2 separate regions of the Ovis aries genome follow, and region 2 is linked to region 1. Evidence: chromatin contacts called from public Hi-C data. All regions are on one chromosome and are shown on one strand. The core of a region is the stretch at or near the end of the contact, and the rest is flanking DNA. Distances in the headings are between cores, read along the strand shown. Region 1 has its middle 16 kb from the start of MYCL. Region 2 has its middle 16 kb from the start of MFSD2A.

The links. Hi-C and Micro-C count contacts between places; a contact is called where the count stands out from the background.
Region 2: a contact with region 1 is called in a Hi-C map of liver, with 5 times the contacts expected there. The contact joins two enhancer-like sites. A contact is called at or near these places in 8 of 16 Hi-C or Micro-C datasets (hypothalamus, liver, mixed tissues and 3 more).

The regions. Positions count from the first base shown.
Region 1 is chr1:14,542,626-14,545,542 of ARS-UI_Ramb_v3.0, reverse strand. No RefSeq gene overlaps it. Among named protein-coding and RNA genes, the nearest start is that of MYCL, 16 kb to the right of the region's middle. Within about 2 kb of position 1,567, at least 2 of the 54 cell types and tissues checked have an H3K27ac peak or open chromatin away from gene starts, as enhancers often do. A contact at or near this core is called in liver, where this site is marked.
Region 2 is chr1:14,588,385-14,591,270 of ARS-UI_Ramb_v3.0, reverse strand. No RefSeq gene overlaps it. Among named protein-coding and RNA genes, the nearest start is that of MFSD2A, 16 kb to the right of the region's middle. Within about 2 kb of position 1,635, at least 1 of the 54 cell types and tissues checked has an H3K27ac peak or open chromatin away from gene starts, as enhancers often do. A contact at or near this core is called in liver, where this site is marked.

The DNA of each region.
Region 1 (2,917 bases), core at 318-2,817:
CAATCAGTTTTCAATATCTTTAAAACCACTGTTCAGACCCCCCAGTGTGCAACTGTTTGGGGAGCCTCTAGAGCATCCTCCCAGCCTCCACGCTTGAAACAGTCTTTTGCAATAATAAAAATTATTTTTTGAAAAGATCCTACACTTAATACTGACTGGTTGCTGCCATGATTCCAAGTGCTTCACATGGAATTCATTTAATCCAACACTCAAAAGAGTAGTGGAGTTACTATTCACTCATTTAATCCAACATTCCGTCCGAGGACAGTCCAGAGAGGTTGTCATTTACCCAAGTTACACAGCTACAGAGTGGAGGAGCCGAGATTCCAACTCAGCCATCTGACCACTGAGCCAACAGCTGGGAAGGTCCTCGGGATTATGGACCAGCGCCTCGCAGCTCTATCACAGATCAATGCCTGAATGACTGAAGGCCTGAAGGTGGATGGAGTCTTCTCTGCCTAGTAACCACCTGCCTGAAAGCAGCGGGCCCCGCCCCAGCAGCGAACGCCAAGAACGCGCGCCAGGGGGTCTGCGGCGGCTCGGCGGGAGCGGTCCTCGCACAATGCAGGTGCCGGTGTTGCCTCCCTTCCGCCACTTTGAGGCTCCTGGACAGGCCCGGCCGCCGCTTCCTGCACACACACCCCCGGTCTGCGACGTCCGGCTGCCCGCCCTCCACCCCGTAAGTCCCAACCTTGGAGTCGGGGGAGGGTTCACTTCCTGGCTGTGTACTGGGGAGGTCTGCCAGCGGTGCCACCATGGATTTGTTGCCCCCTGGTCCTTCCTGTCCCGAGCCCCTTCGTTGACACATCGAGTGTCAGGGCGGTCTGGGACTCAGAGGCAGTTTAAATTCAGCACCCACCCAGCCATCCCACAAGTATAACAAAAATAGTTTCTATGTCATGGAACACCTTCTAGGTGATGGGAAGGCCCAAGGGAGAGCTCCCCATGGATAATCTCGTTTAATCTTCAGGACGGCCATGCCTATCCTTATCTGACAAGTTGGATACTGAAAACCAGATTGTGAAGTGCCCTTCTCAGAGCAGCAGTGAGGGGGTGGAGGAGCCCGATCTGTCTGATACCAGTGTCTTGCTTGTTCCTGCCCAGTGTTCTGTGTAGCCCATCCAGCGTTTTGGCCCAGGGACTGGAGCCAGGCCTGGGAAGACAGATCTGGAAGGGTGCTTCCCTGGTCTCAGGAAGCATCCCTTCTGGTGGGGGAAGACTTCCTAGTGCTGGGTGATCTCAGAACTCACAGAAAGGCACGCCTGAGCACTCAAGTTCAAAGAGATTTCAGATGGAGCAAGTACATTGCACAAAGCCTGAGATTGAGAGAGGGCCTCCAGGCCAAACTCCTGCAACAACACAGCAATAACCACTGCCTTTCCCCTCAACTCACCTTCCTACAGCCTCTGCCTGCTGAGATTGGATGCTCCATCTATGGGGATATCTCTGAGTGTGTGTTTGGCAAAAGCTCATCTCTTCCCCACAAGACATGATGTAGGAAAGGCCTAGGCAGTGATGTCCTGGTAAATATTTAACAACTGGAATGGGATAGGGGACAACCTGATTTGTAGCATTTGCAGGCTTCCACAGAGTAAACACTCCACCGTGGGCAATGTGAAGCTATCAAAGCTGGAGTTGTACAGTAGCACACCATTCTATAATACTTCCACCATAACAGGTACAATAGATAATAGTAAAATACAGTAAAAACAAGTGGGGAATGATGAGTTTGGAGTCTCTACGATCTTTGTTTTTAATGTTTATTTATATGTAAATTTATATAAAGTGAAAGTCACTCAGTCATGTCCAACTCTTTGTGACCCTACGGACTGTAGCCCGCCAGGCTTCTCTGTCCATAGGATTCTCCAGGCCAGAATACTGGAGTGGATAGCCATCCCCTTCTCCAGGGGATCTTCCCAACCCAGGGATCAAACCCAGGTCTCCCGCATTGCAGGCGATCCTTTTACCATTTGAGCCACCAGGGAATCCCTGGTAAATATATAAATGTATAAAATTTATATAATTTTATTTTTTATGGCTGCGGAGGGTCTTTGTTGCTGCAAGTGGGGGCTACTCTCTAGTTGTGGTGTGTAGGCTTCTCACTGCAGTGACCTCTTGTTGCAGAGCACGGGCTCTAGGGTGTTCAGGCTCAGCAGCTGTGGCTCTAGGGTGTTCAGGCTCAGTAGTTGTGGTACTACTGAGTAAGCTGTGGCTTACTTGCCTTGCAGCTTGTGGAATCTTCCTGGACCAAGGATTGAACCCGTATCCCTGCACTGGCGGCTGGATTCTTAACCACTGGACCACCAGGGCAGTCTTAATTTAATTTGTAATGACCACATGCAACAACCAGCTTCCATGATTCCTGAAAAGTCAATAACCAGCTCTCACTGAGCTAGTGCAAGCTTTTCCAGCCCAGCACTGGGCCTAGGTAACTCAGGCCCCTGGCAGCAGCTCCTTTGGCTGCCTTGGGGCTCCTGCGCACAGGAGTCATTGTCTCTCTAGTCTGTGTTTCCCTCTAGTGGACAGAAGAGTCATTCCGGGTGATTCTCTGGCTCCACCTGTGCTCAGAGCTCAGCACCCAGGTATGGATGTCACTTTTCATGGGAAAAGTTTCTTAAGGGGAGTTCATATGGTTTCACAATTATCTTCACGCACCAGGCATGTAGCATTCCAATTCTATGAGGGGCCGTGCCTGCAGGGCCCCTGGGCCACAGCCATGACTGCAACCTCCAGAGCATCTCAAAGTCCCATCTCACCCACCATGTGACCGCTTAGGCTTGCTACATCAGCTCCCCCTCACTCCCATCAGGTCTATCTCTAAAAAAGGCAAACTTGTCAGCACCTGATTGTATTAGGGTTTGTGTTTTCATATAATTCATAGCCCGCTAGTGAAACACCAATGAGGACCATTCACATA
Region 2 (2,886 bases), core at 386-2,885, 46 kb before region 1:
CACCTGCGTCTGCCTTCGCTTTTTTAAAAATGTAAATCAATTTTCTGATTAAACCTCTTCAATGACTTTTGGCTGCTCTTAAAAATAAAATTGAAACTCTGTAGGCTGCAGGGCCCCGCATGCCTCTCCAAACCCAGCTCACACCACCTATCCTCTCCTTCACGACCTTCTGGCTGTACTGTTCTCTTCCAGTCTTTCCCATATGCCAGGCTCTTTCCTACCCCAGGGTTTTTATGTTAGCTGTCTCCTCTACCTGCAAAGCTTTCTCCCAAGCTCTTCAAATGTCTGGCTCATTCTCCTCCTTTGTGATTCGATTCAAACATCACTCCCTCAGAACATTCTTTCCTGAACACCTGTTTAAAATAAACTTAAATAAAATAGAGACTTCCCTATCAGTCCAGTGGTTAAGATTTCTCCTTCTAATCCAGGGGGTGCAGGTTTGATCTCTGGTCTGGGAGTTAAGGTCCCACATGCCTTGTGGCCAAAAAAACCAAAACATAAAACAGAAGCAATATTGTAATAAATTCAATAAAGACTTTAAAAATGGTCCACTTCAAAAATCTTAAAATAAAATGACCTCTGTATCAGTGCCCTCTATTAGCACAACCTGCTTATTTCTTTCATGGCACTTACTGCCATCCGAAGTTATTTTATTTGCACATTCATTTGTCATTGGCCCCACCAAGAATGTAAGCTCTGTTTTGTTCACCACTCTATCCTTAGGGCCTAGTCGATGTATTACACATAGTAGACTCATTATAAATACTTGCTGTGTAAATGGATAGCCAGGGTCCTAGAATCACTGTGGACAGTGACTACAGTCATGAAATTATAAGACTGTTGCTGTTTGGAAGGGCTTCCCTTGTGGTTCAGAGGCTAAAGCGTCTCCCTGCAATGCGGGAAACCTAGGTTCGATCCCTGGGTCAGGAAGATCCCCTGGAAAAGGAAATGGCAACCCACTTCAGTATTCTTGCCTGGAGAATCCCATGGACAGAGAAGCCTGGTAGGCTACAGTCCACAGGGTCGCAAAGAGTCGGACACGACTGAGAGAGAAGAAAAGCCGTGACAAACCTAGACAGTGTATTAAAAAGCAGAGACATCACTTTGCCAACAAAGGTCCATATAGTCAAAGCTATGGTTTTTCCAGTAGTCATGTATGCATGTGAGAGTTGGGCCATAATGAAAGCTGAGCACCACAGAAAGGATGCTTTCAAACTGTGGTGCTAGAGAAGACTCTTGAGAGCCCCTTGGACAGCAAGGAGATCAAACCAATCAATCCTAAAGGAAATCAGCCCGGAATATTCACTGGAAGAGCTGTTCGGAAACTGAAGCTCTAATATTTTGGTCACCTGATACAAAGAGCCGACTCATTGGAATAGACCCTGATGCTGGGAAAGACTGAGGGCAGAAGGGGGCAATGGCGGATGAGATGGTTTGATGACATCACTGACTCAATGGACATGAGTTTGAGCAAACTCTGGGAGATAGTGAAGGACAGGGAGGCCTGATGTGCTGCAGTCCATGGGGTCGCAAACAGCTGGACATGACTTAGCGACTAAAGAACAGAGTCCTAGAGCCAGTGATAGCTCTGGAAATCCTTCTTTGCTATGTTAAAAGGTATTTCCCCTTTCTTCCAGCAGGTGGAGCCAAAGCCACACCTGGTCCTTTGCAGGGGTCTGTGGTTGGCCTGGCTGATAGAGAAGAGGGAGGGAGACGCAGGGTTTACTGTGATGCTGGATCCAAGAGTGAAGAAAGTCAAGGTGGGAGCTGTCCAGAAGAGACGTGGAGCAGCCCAGTGATCCAAGCCGTCTCTGAGATCCCAGATTGCTTTCCCACTTCCCCCACCTGTCCCGCCTCCTAAATCATGCCCTCAAAAGTCAGAAGGGGTTTTTGAGAAGAGCAATTTTCTGTGAACATGAAACTGGAGAGGCAAGGGTTTTCAATTCCAAATCCTCATTGTATAGTTGGGGGAAACTGAGACCAGGGAAGTCGGTGAGTGGGAATTGGGTGTAGCTGACAAAGCCTTCGCTCATTAATTCATTACAGTCTTAGCTCATTAATTTGGCTCCACACAGCCCACCCCTTCCCTCCTTGCCTGGTGCCATGATGAGGGCATTGATTCCCAGAGTTGCCCTAAAGATGCAGGAGGCAGGAACAGCTTATGAGAGGCACGCTGGAGCCAAGACATGCTGGAGTACCAGAGGTCAGAGGTATGTTCCAGGGCCAGGCAGGTGGCCTGCATATAACCTAGAGCTGGGAAGTTGGCAGGGGTCTTGGATTTTCTCCTGAAGATGTGTTAGCCACTCGGTCGTGTCCAACTCTTTGCAATCCCACGGACTGTAGTTGGCCAGCCTCCTCTGTCCCTGGAATTCTTCAGGCAAGAATACTGGAGTGGGTTGCCAGTCCCCTTTCCAGGGGATCTTCCCAACCTAGGAATGGAACCTGGGTCTCCGCACTGCAGATAGATTCTTATCATCTGAACCACCAAGCAAGTGTCAAGTTCTAAATGACTTAACCCTTTTTTTTAAAATTTGCATTTTAAAAAGATGCTAGAGATAAGGGTTCCTGAAAAGATCAGGTAGAACATTTCCACCTGATAATGGGGACTCAAGAAGTTTCTAACCTGGAGAGCTACTTGGTTATCTTAAATAGCTTGCAGAAGGAATTAGATATGGTTTGAGGAGATCAAATCGAGGCCAGTGAAGACACAGGTACAATCATGCAGGTGAGGGAAGATAAAACCTGGGAAGCTATTGCAGGGAGGGGGGAAGAAGCAAACTTGGGTGGTTTAGGGAATTTCTGTTTTAAAGATGGGATTTGGTGCTTATTGATTAGAGTGGAGGGAGAGGGAGGTGTCAGTGAAGTGAAGTAGCTCAGTCGTGTGCA